Linked DNA regions of Mus musculus: regions 1 and 2 are each linked to region 3. A link is a contact called in public Hi-C and promoter capture Hi-C data. All regions are on one chromosome and are shown on one strand. The core of a region is the stretch at or near the end of the contact, and the rest is flanking DNA. Distances in the headings are between cores, read along the strand shown.

Region 1 (2,700 bases), core at 106-2,605, 280 kb before region 3:
TACAGTGTAGCTCAGTGGTGAAGCGTGTGCTTAGCGTGTGCACGGCCTGGGCTTCATTCCCAGCACTACTCTGCGTGTGTGTACTAAGAAGGAAATTCTGAATTTTATTCATCCAGTTCAGTTAGTGTCCATGGATAGACAGCGATAGTAACTGTATAGGCATGCCTTTGTTGCTAGTGTAGGGGAAGAAAGACCTTCCTTTTCTTCTAAGCATTTTGATGACCAAGTTGATAAGACAAACTGACTGGAGGCAGGTAAACAGAAGAGGTAGATAGACTAATATGTGGTCTAAGAGTAGCCTAGCTGCCCAAAGGGAAAACAGTAAGTGTGCAGTCAGTGAAATTGGAGAATTTATATGGTCTCATAGGAATGGCAACATAGGCAACTCAGTAGAAGATTCACAGATACGATGAATGGGCATTTGAGTAATGGGTGATAGTTGTGGCACAGTTTGCCTTGATCTATAGTTGTCTCTTGACCTCCTGTCCTTTGGTTGAGTACTCTTTCCAGGTTGATAAATCTTCCTAGAGGGTATTTGTGGCTATAAGAGAACTTAATGAATGTGTGTGTGTGTCATTGTGTGTTTTAAACATTTTGCGTGTGTGTGTGTGTGTATCTTGACACATGTGCTACACATGTATGAAGGTCAGAGAAAACTTGGAGGAATAGGTATCCGCGCCCTCCCCCTTCACCGCCCCCCCCCCCTCCCATGTAGGTTCTGGGAACTCAGATCAGCAGGCTTGGCAGCAAATGTTTTATCTATTGAAACATCTCACCACTTACCTCCATTTTGTTTGACAGAATCCCACTTGGTAATCCAATCAAGCCTTGTATAGCCCAGGCTTTACACAAATGTACGGAGAGCCTCTTTTCTCAGAGGCTACTGTAGGCTCAAGCCACTACACCCTGCTTAGCACTTGTTTTTGTTTTGTTGTAAATAGGTCTGACTCTGTAGCTTTGGCTGGCCTGAAACTTCCAGAGGTCTGCCTGTCTCTGCCTTCTAATTCTGGGAATAAAGTTGTGACCCCTAACACAGTATTGTTTTTTCACATTCTTTCTAATCTGAATAATCAGTAGACTAGAGCATTGAGGTATTTTCTGACTCCTTTGAGTTAAAGTCTATCTCTTCATGTGCTGCGCCTCTTGTGGGGAGGACAGTAATCAGCTAGACAGATGAGAGCACTTCAATAGGACAGGGGTATTCACACTACTGCTGTGTAACTGAGGCCCATATTAGACTGAAGACCTCAAGACTTTGGGGGAGGACACATTTCATCTTTAGGCTGACGTGGTGAAAAGGAAGTGAAATGGGATGTTAGCTAGAGAGGCTTCCTAGAAAAGGAAAGGGAAGTACAAAGACCGGAAGCAAGACGGGAAGAATGTAGCTGCTGTTGGGAACACAGAGTCCTTGCTTGTAGGCCACAGTTAGGAGGGAAGTAGGAATCCCCAGAAGGCAGTAGCCAGGAGCTTTACCATCTTGGAGAACCTTTCTCAGAGGAAGAGTTAGGGAGTAGTCTTGTTTCAATTTAATGCTTTTGTTTGTTTGTTTTACACCAAACATAGATTACTTTCAAAGTTGGTAAAAGCAAATTTAAAAATGAAAGGGGGAAAAATGCCAAAAGACATGGAGAGGCATTTCTCCAAAGAAAAGATACAAATGGCCAAGAAGCATGTGAAAGGTTGACATTAGTAATCATTCAGAGATATTTAGGAGGTATACAAGTCAAAGATAACATTTATATCCAATCCAGAGACCACTATCAAAACCAAAACAAAATCGGAGCTAAGTCTGGAGACTGATACCCACCAGCCTCCCATGGGTAGAGGGAACCCAGGGCTGCACAGGGAGCTCCTGTCTCAAAAAGACACAAGTAACCCCCCAGAAAATAACAAAATTGCTAGAGAAGTGGAGGAATCGGAACAGTTATACACTGTGATATTGTAAAATGGTACAGTCACAATGGAAGAGAATATGGTGCCACTTTACAAGTTACAGCTCAGGGTCACTTGCCTCACAAGCTTAAAAGATTCGATTGCTCATACTAAAACTTTGTATATTAGCTTTTTTCTGAAGACTTTAGAAATTTTTATTTTTATATGTGTGTTTTGCCTACATATGTATCTTGCACAGTATGTGTGCCTGGTTCCTAGACCTGGAGTTACAGACAATTGTAAGCTGCCAGGTGGGTTCTGAGAACTGAACATGGGCTCTCTGCATGAACAACAAGTGCTTGTAATCATTGAGCTCTCTCTCTAGCCCCTAAATGAATTAGTTTTGAGCTAGGTATGATGGCACATACATATAATCCCAACACTTGAGGCTTATGTAAAAGGATCGCTGTGAATTCAAGTCTGAGCTGCTCTCAATAATTACACACAGAGACCTAACGCATAGAGTGCTTTTGAGGTGACTGATCTCGGAACCCACACTGTGAAAGGATAGAGTTGTTCTTGAAAGTTGTTCTCCACCTCCATATCTGCCCTGTGGCTGCAAACACAAGTTTGGTTTTGATGGCCTGAAACTTGCTGTCTAGACCATGCCGACCTCCAACTTGAACTGATCCTCTTTGAACTTGCATTCTGCATGCAGGGGTTCAGTTGTGCACAATTTATATTTTCATACATATATATAAGGCATTGTATACCCCACCCCTCACCCTGGGACATCCTCTTCTCGATAGTCCCCTTCCTTTTCCCAAC
Region 2 (2,700 bases), core at 192-2,691, 380 kb before region 3:
CTACCCACAGGGAAAAAGTGTTCTGTTGCAACTCTGCATTACAAACTCAGAGGAAGAGTAAGGCCCCACCTGACTGAAGTCGCCAAAGTATAAAGTGCTTAGGACAATGACAACAACAGTCACTCCAAGGAGGACACAGATGGACATTTACTTCTGCTTCCTGGAATCCCTACCTGGATGCATCATCAAACAGCCGATCAACATAAGCCACTTCAGACTCTTTCTGTAGTACCCACGTCTCCAGCTCTGCGAGCTGCTTCTTGCGCTGCTGTATGCAGTCCATCTTTTCCAGTTCCTCATCAATGTACTGACGAAGTTCCTCCATAGAGATACCCAGCTCTTCAACCACCGCCTGCTGCAGCTCAGCAATCTCTGCAGAGTCAGCTGCAGCTGGCGCTGCAGCCAAACTCATGCACCCAGGGAGGGAGGACATGCTTTGGCCCTGTGCAGGATGAACAAGAAGCGAAAACAACTCTAACCGAGGCTCACACCATTTCTGTCTCATAATCAAAAGCCTGCAAACTCTGTTCTCTCCCCTCCTCCTCCACAAGGCGATCTGGAGATTTCCCGGGGAGCCTCATCTTCTCACACAGACCCAAGCTCTGGGTAACAACTAAGAGCGGGGAGACCCTGGAGAACTCCAACACGCACCAGGGAGCTAGCTAAAACAAGGTTTCAGGAAACCGAAGAGTGCTTATCGACCAAGGAAGATACTTCTGGGAGCTACTTGTTCCTTAATTGGCTCTGTCACTACACCGAGTCTAACCGAGGCACCGGCGGCTGGAGACAGGTGAGCCGCAATGAACTAATTCCACCCGGGTTGTTTAGTCCTCCTTTTCCTCGCGGCTCTTTGCTTTCCCGTGGCAAGGTGGCTTTTAAAACCTCCTAGGGCCATGCAAGAGGGCAGCTGCACAAGGGATGGGCTTCCCGGCTGCACCAGGCCCTGGGAGTCTGCGACCAGCAAAGAAGAAAAGGGACGAAGAGAGGAAAAGTCGGACATCCCTACGTGATCAGAGCAAAAGCTTGAAGCCATGGCGACCACCCAGCAGCCACACTCGGAATAACGCGCACAGGCGCTTGGCCGCCCGGGCCACGCAGAACCGCAGCAGCCTCCAGCCTGCCGCCCTCCTGCTTTCCCGCGCCTCATCGACGCACCGCCTCACCCACGCACCGCCTCGCGCCCACCCGCAGCCGCCGCCTCAGGCCCGCCCGCCCCCGGCTCGCTCCTCTCCCGCCAAGTTCCCACACACAGCCCCAGCCTCGCACCAGCCAAGCCTCCCAGGTCCACCTCGGCCTCAGCGCACCTCAGTCCGTCCTCCCCACAACTCTGGCGCCCGACCGCAAGGGCCGCGTCTCACAACCCCGACCCCAGGTTTTACTCCAGGGCTCCGCCTTGCCAAACCCAGGCAAACTGAAGGAGAGACGGCGGGGGAGGGGAAACAGCGTGAGGAGGCAGGAGGGGGCGGGGAGCAAACCGACGGTCCGGAAGCAATAGGGAGCGTCCTTCCGGCCTCTCCGACGGTAGCCCGAAGGGACCAAATTTATTGCATAGCGCTGCGGTACAGGGGTTATGGGAATTTAAGGAGAGTATGCATGTGTGAAGTAGGGCATTTCCAGATAAGGGGCTAGTTGGACAAAGCAGGTATTTTCCGGAGTCATTTATGGAAGCTCTTCCCCTACAGGTGGCCAATATAGTTGATTATTGTTTTAATTTGAAGATTTTTTTTAGTAATAAAATTAATTTTTTAGCAAAATTAATGAGTGTTCATATAGGAAATAAGAAAAATACAAATAAACAACAACAAAAAACTCATCATTTTATCACTGAGATTGTGTAGTTTTCATCTTTCACAAGATTAAGGTTTTTTGTTTTTTGAGGTTTTTTTTTGTTTTTGTTTTGTTTTGTTTTTGTTTTGTTTTGTTTTTTTGTTTTTTTTTTTTGTTTTTTTTGTTTTTTTTTTTTGAGACAGGGTTTCTCTGTATAGCCCTGGCTGTCCTGGAACTCTCTCTGTAGCCCAGGCTGACCTCGAACTCAGAAATCTGCCTGCCTCTGCCTCCTAAGTGCTGGGATTAAAGGTGTGCACCACCACTGCCCAGCTCTCATTTCTTTCTTTGCTTCTTTCTGCCTACTCATCTTTGAATGCCATTACTTTCACAGCAGATCTGGCCAATCTCCCAGCACTGCTCACACCCCTCTAGCCTAAGAACAGCCTTACAAATAAACTGCCAAACTCAAGTACACTGTCTTCTTCCACTGTCCTCCCATAACCCTGCCTGCAAGGGTAAAGGAAGCTGAAACACAGAAATAAAGAGCAGACTCAAGAAGTGTTTTGTTGTGGTAGTTTTAACATGGGGTCGTGCTTTGTAATCTTGGATGGTCTGGCACTTGCTATGTAGACTGTGCAAAGATCTACCGGCCTCTGTTTTCTACCTGTTGGGATTAACCTGTGAGCCACCATGTCCTGCAAGGTATCTATATAAAATATATTTTTCTGTACACCTGTGTGTCTGTGTATGCATATGTGCCCATAAGTGCAAGTTGGCCTCAAAAGCCCGAAGAGAATACTGGATTCTATGGAACTGCAGTTACAGACAGTTGCCATCCAACATAGGCACTAAAATTCAAACTCAAAATAATCTGGAAAACAATAAGTGTTCTTAAATACGAAATCATTTTCCAGCCCTTGTGTGTGTTTGTGT
Region 3 (2,700 bases), core at 186-2,685:
GACACTCAGAGCCTCCCAATTGCATGCTTGTTCCCCACAAATTCTACAGCCATGCTGTCCTGAGCACCCGTCTTCATCCGATCTGGTTAGTTCTGAGGCTCTCACCTTCATGGAGGTGCTGGAAGAGGCGCTCTGGCGTCATCTCTCGCTGGTCTGAAGCCTTGAAGGCTAGAGGAAGGAAAGACAAAAGTCAGGCAGTTTTGAGGCGTCCTTTCCTGGTCCTGGACAGAGGATGGGGAGGCTGTGGAGGCCGAGACTGTGGAAAGCCCGCTGTGGGGGAGCCACCTGTCACACACCTCCCCTCTGAGTGGCTGGGTTCTGAGTTGGGGTCTAAAAGAATGTGGCTGGGAATGGAGGTCTGATTTCCTGTCAGTATCTCCCTTGGATGGGGCTTGTGGCTGCCGTCCCCTCCAATGCGCTGATGTTCCAGGATCCACCTCTCTTCAAACTTCTTCCTATAGGCCTTTAAAAATACTTTTGGCCTTTGGGTGGGACGGTTAGCCAAATGTTTAAGTGCCTTCCCCTTCAATCTCAGCTTATTTTAGGTTTCTTAAACAAGAAAAATATTATTTGTGTATGTGTGGAGGGGGCCAGTGTGTCACCGTGGTGATGTGTATAGGTCAGAGGACAACTTGTGGGAGTCATTTCTCCCCTTCCATGTGGGTTACTGGGACGGAATACAGGTCACCAGGCTGGCAAAGCACCTTCACATCTGGAGCTGAACCGAAGGCACAAACCTAGGAACCAGGACAGCAGCGAGGTGGAGCTGTCTCAGACACGGCTATCTATAGAAGGATCTAAGTCTCTGTCCTGTCCAGAGTTGGTATTTCCTTTTGTTCAGACTTCAAAGCAGTGCGTGTGTGTAATAGGGGGTGAATGTGGGTGAACTCTAACTCGTCCTCTGACCAGAGTGAGCCAGTCTAGGCTCCCTGGCTCGGTAGGCTGAGTTTTAGCAGCCCGAGGGCTTCTTTTCCTCCTCACCTGCCTCCTCGTCCCTCCTCACGTGTTCTGACAGGAGGATCCTCACCCTGTAAACTCACCTGTCTTGTGTCTATTTGACTCTAATTTTTGTGTTTCTTAGCAACTACCTCTAGCTATTCTGCTCCTGTTCCAGCCTCCATGGTTAAAGGTTCAGCCCCACTTCACAGTGACATGTTCATATAAAGGAAGCCAATCACCCAACTGCTGAGCTCTTTGGAGCCAGACTCTTAAGCAACTGCTGACCCCACCCCGACTCACCTCCCTCAGAGGCAGCAGAAGCAAGAGCCAAGCAGGCCAAGATCAAGGCTGCTCTGGATACGGTCCCCATCCTGGGGCAAGAACTGGTCACTGGTCACCCAGAAGCTGGTTGTCACAGGCAGATCTAGACTTGAAGGGGTTGGGCCACTTGCTGCAAGCCTGCTCCCCTGGCTGTTGCTACTGCCGTTGTGAACTTCAAGGCCTGCTGTCTGTCTCTCTTTATATGCTATCTCCCGCCCCCCTGTTTCCTGCCATGACTCAGTCCCTGCTGCTCCTCCTCTTACAGCCACTCCTCCCAGACTCCTGGAGCCTCCTTAGCCTGGGAAGAATGGAGGTGATGGAAGGGAGCACTCCTGGATCCCCTCCAAACTGATGCAGAGGATCATGGAGCAAGTTGTCATCTGGACCCTTAATTTGTGCCTCAGTTTCCCATCTGCATACTGTCCTTTATAAAGAATGGATCTGACACTCTCCTGAGTGGGAGTGGGAGGAGAATGGCTGCCTGAGGCAGTGCCCTTGCTGGTCAGAGGCCTCAGTATCCCTTTGCCTCAGGTCTGGGAAAGAGGGAGTAAAGCATTCGGACTCAGATGAAGGCACAGCCTTGGCTTCAAGTATATTTTTATTCTCCTTCTATCCAGTCAGTACAGCATTCCTTTCTGTGGGGAGCCCCCACACCATGTCTATTTTCAGAGAGCAGTTCTGAGGCCTCGGGGACATGCGGGGCTGCCAGCTGGGTTACTGTCCCGTGGAAAGGGACGGACGGCTCTCATGAGTCTGTACATCACCAATGGACATGACTCAGAACACTTCTTCTGCATTGGGGACCCTGGCGTTCTGTAACTCCAGCAGTCTCTGCACGGACTCGGCCAGGTCTCGCTCCCCGAGCTGCCGGTTATCTCGCGTGCGTACGTTCACTGTCCTTTGACTCTGCTCTCTCTGGCCAACCACTGCAGGAAGAGGAAAGATTTGCAAACCCAAGCAAAAGTCACCCTATGGGTTGTTTCCTTTTGCTTTGCAGAAACTTCAAACTCCTGAATCTTTAGGAAAGGTAGGAGCAGAGCCTAGCCGTGGCTGAAGCCCATGCTTAGCTCGCCTGCCCTGCTGCTGACTGTCCACTCTGATGAGATAAGGAAGTGGGCCGGGCTTTACTCCCCTCTCCCTGCAGGTCAGGAGCCCAGGGCTGGGAGATACAGAGTCAGTTAGACAGAGACAAACATGGAGAGCTACACAAAAAGAAAAACTGTATGTGTGTGACCTGGGGGGAGGGGTACGGTACAGGAAGGGGAAACAGCAGGGCGGGGCTTGCTCTCAGTGCTGCCAAGGCAACGGGCATGCGTGATGCCCCAGTCAGGCGGTCTGGCTAGGAGTTTCTGCTTCTTGCTTCCAGAGGCCCAAGAGTCAGGAGCAACTTCCTTCCCTAAGACCTTTCTTGTCCCCTAGAGCTGCCTCCACCCACACAAC

Evidence for each region. Promoter capture Hi-C pulls out the DNA fragments that hold promoters and counts their contacts. Hi-C and Micro-C count contacts between places; a contact is called where the count stands out from the background.
Region 1: a contact with region 3 is called in a Hi-C map of bone marrow-derived macrophages, with 27 read pairs. The contact joins the enhancer-like site here to the promoter of Ecm1 in region 3. A contact is called at or near these places in 8 of 39 promoter capture datasets (the C10 cell line, cranial neural crest, embryonic stem cells and 5 more), 1 of 484 Hi-C or Micro-C datasets (bone marrow-derived macrophages), 2 of 115 datasets of contacts at active chromatin or transcription factors (large pre-B cells and microglia) and 3 of 9 other capture datasets (adipose tissue, liver and pancreatic islet).
Region 2: a contact with region 3 is called in a promoter capture Hi-C map of hematopoietic stem and progenitor cells, with 6 times the contacts expected there. The contact joins the promoter of Setdb1 here to the promoter of Ecm1 in region 3. A contact is called at or near these places in 2 of 39 promoter capture datasets (hematopoietic stem and progenitor cells and liver), 1 of 15 datasets of contacts at CTCF or cohesin (large pre-B cells), 1 of 115 datasets of contacts at active chromatin or transcription factors (pancreatic cancer cells) and 1 of 9 other capture datasets (liver).

What each region holds. Positions count from the first base shown.
Region 1 is chr3:95,456,591-95,459,290 of GRCm38.p6, forward strand. All of the region lies in intron 3 of Arnt (aryl hydrocarbon receptor nuclear translocator), which reads left to right. Among named protein-coding and RNA genes, the nearest start is that of Arnt, 24 kb to the left of the region's middle. Within about 2 kb of position 1,356, at least 25 of the 459 cell types and tissues checked have an H3K27ac peak or open chromatin away from gene starts, as enhancers often do. A contact at or near this core is called in adipose tissue, bone marrow-derived macrophages, liver and 1 more, where this site is marked.
Region 2 is chr3:95,355,761-95,358,460 of GRCm38.p6, forward strand. Setdb1 (SET domain, bifurcated 1) reads right to left here and starts at 1,442. Exons shown (of 22, transcript NM_018877.3): 1 at 1,305-1,442; 2 at 174-442. The coding sequence starts at 433.
Region 3 is chr3:95,738,134-95,740,833 of GRCm38.p6, forward strand. Ecm1 (extracellular matrix protein 1) reads right to left here and starts at 1,436. Exons shown (of 11, transcript NM_007899.3): 1 at 1,240-1,436; 2 at 106-168. The coding sequence starts at 1,309. Tars2 (threonyl-tRNA synthetase 2, mitochondrial (putative)) reads right to left here. Exons shown (of 18, transcript NM_027931.3): 18 at 1,841-2,186. The coding sequence ends at 2,038.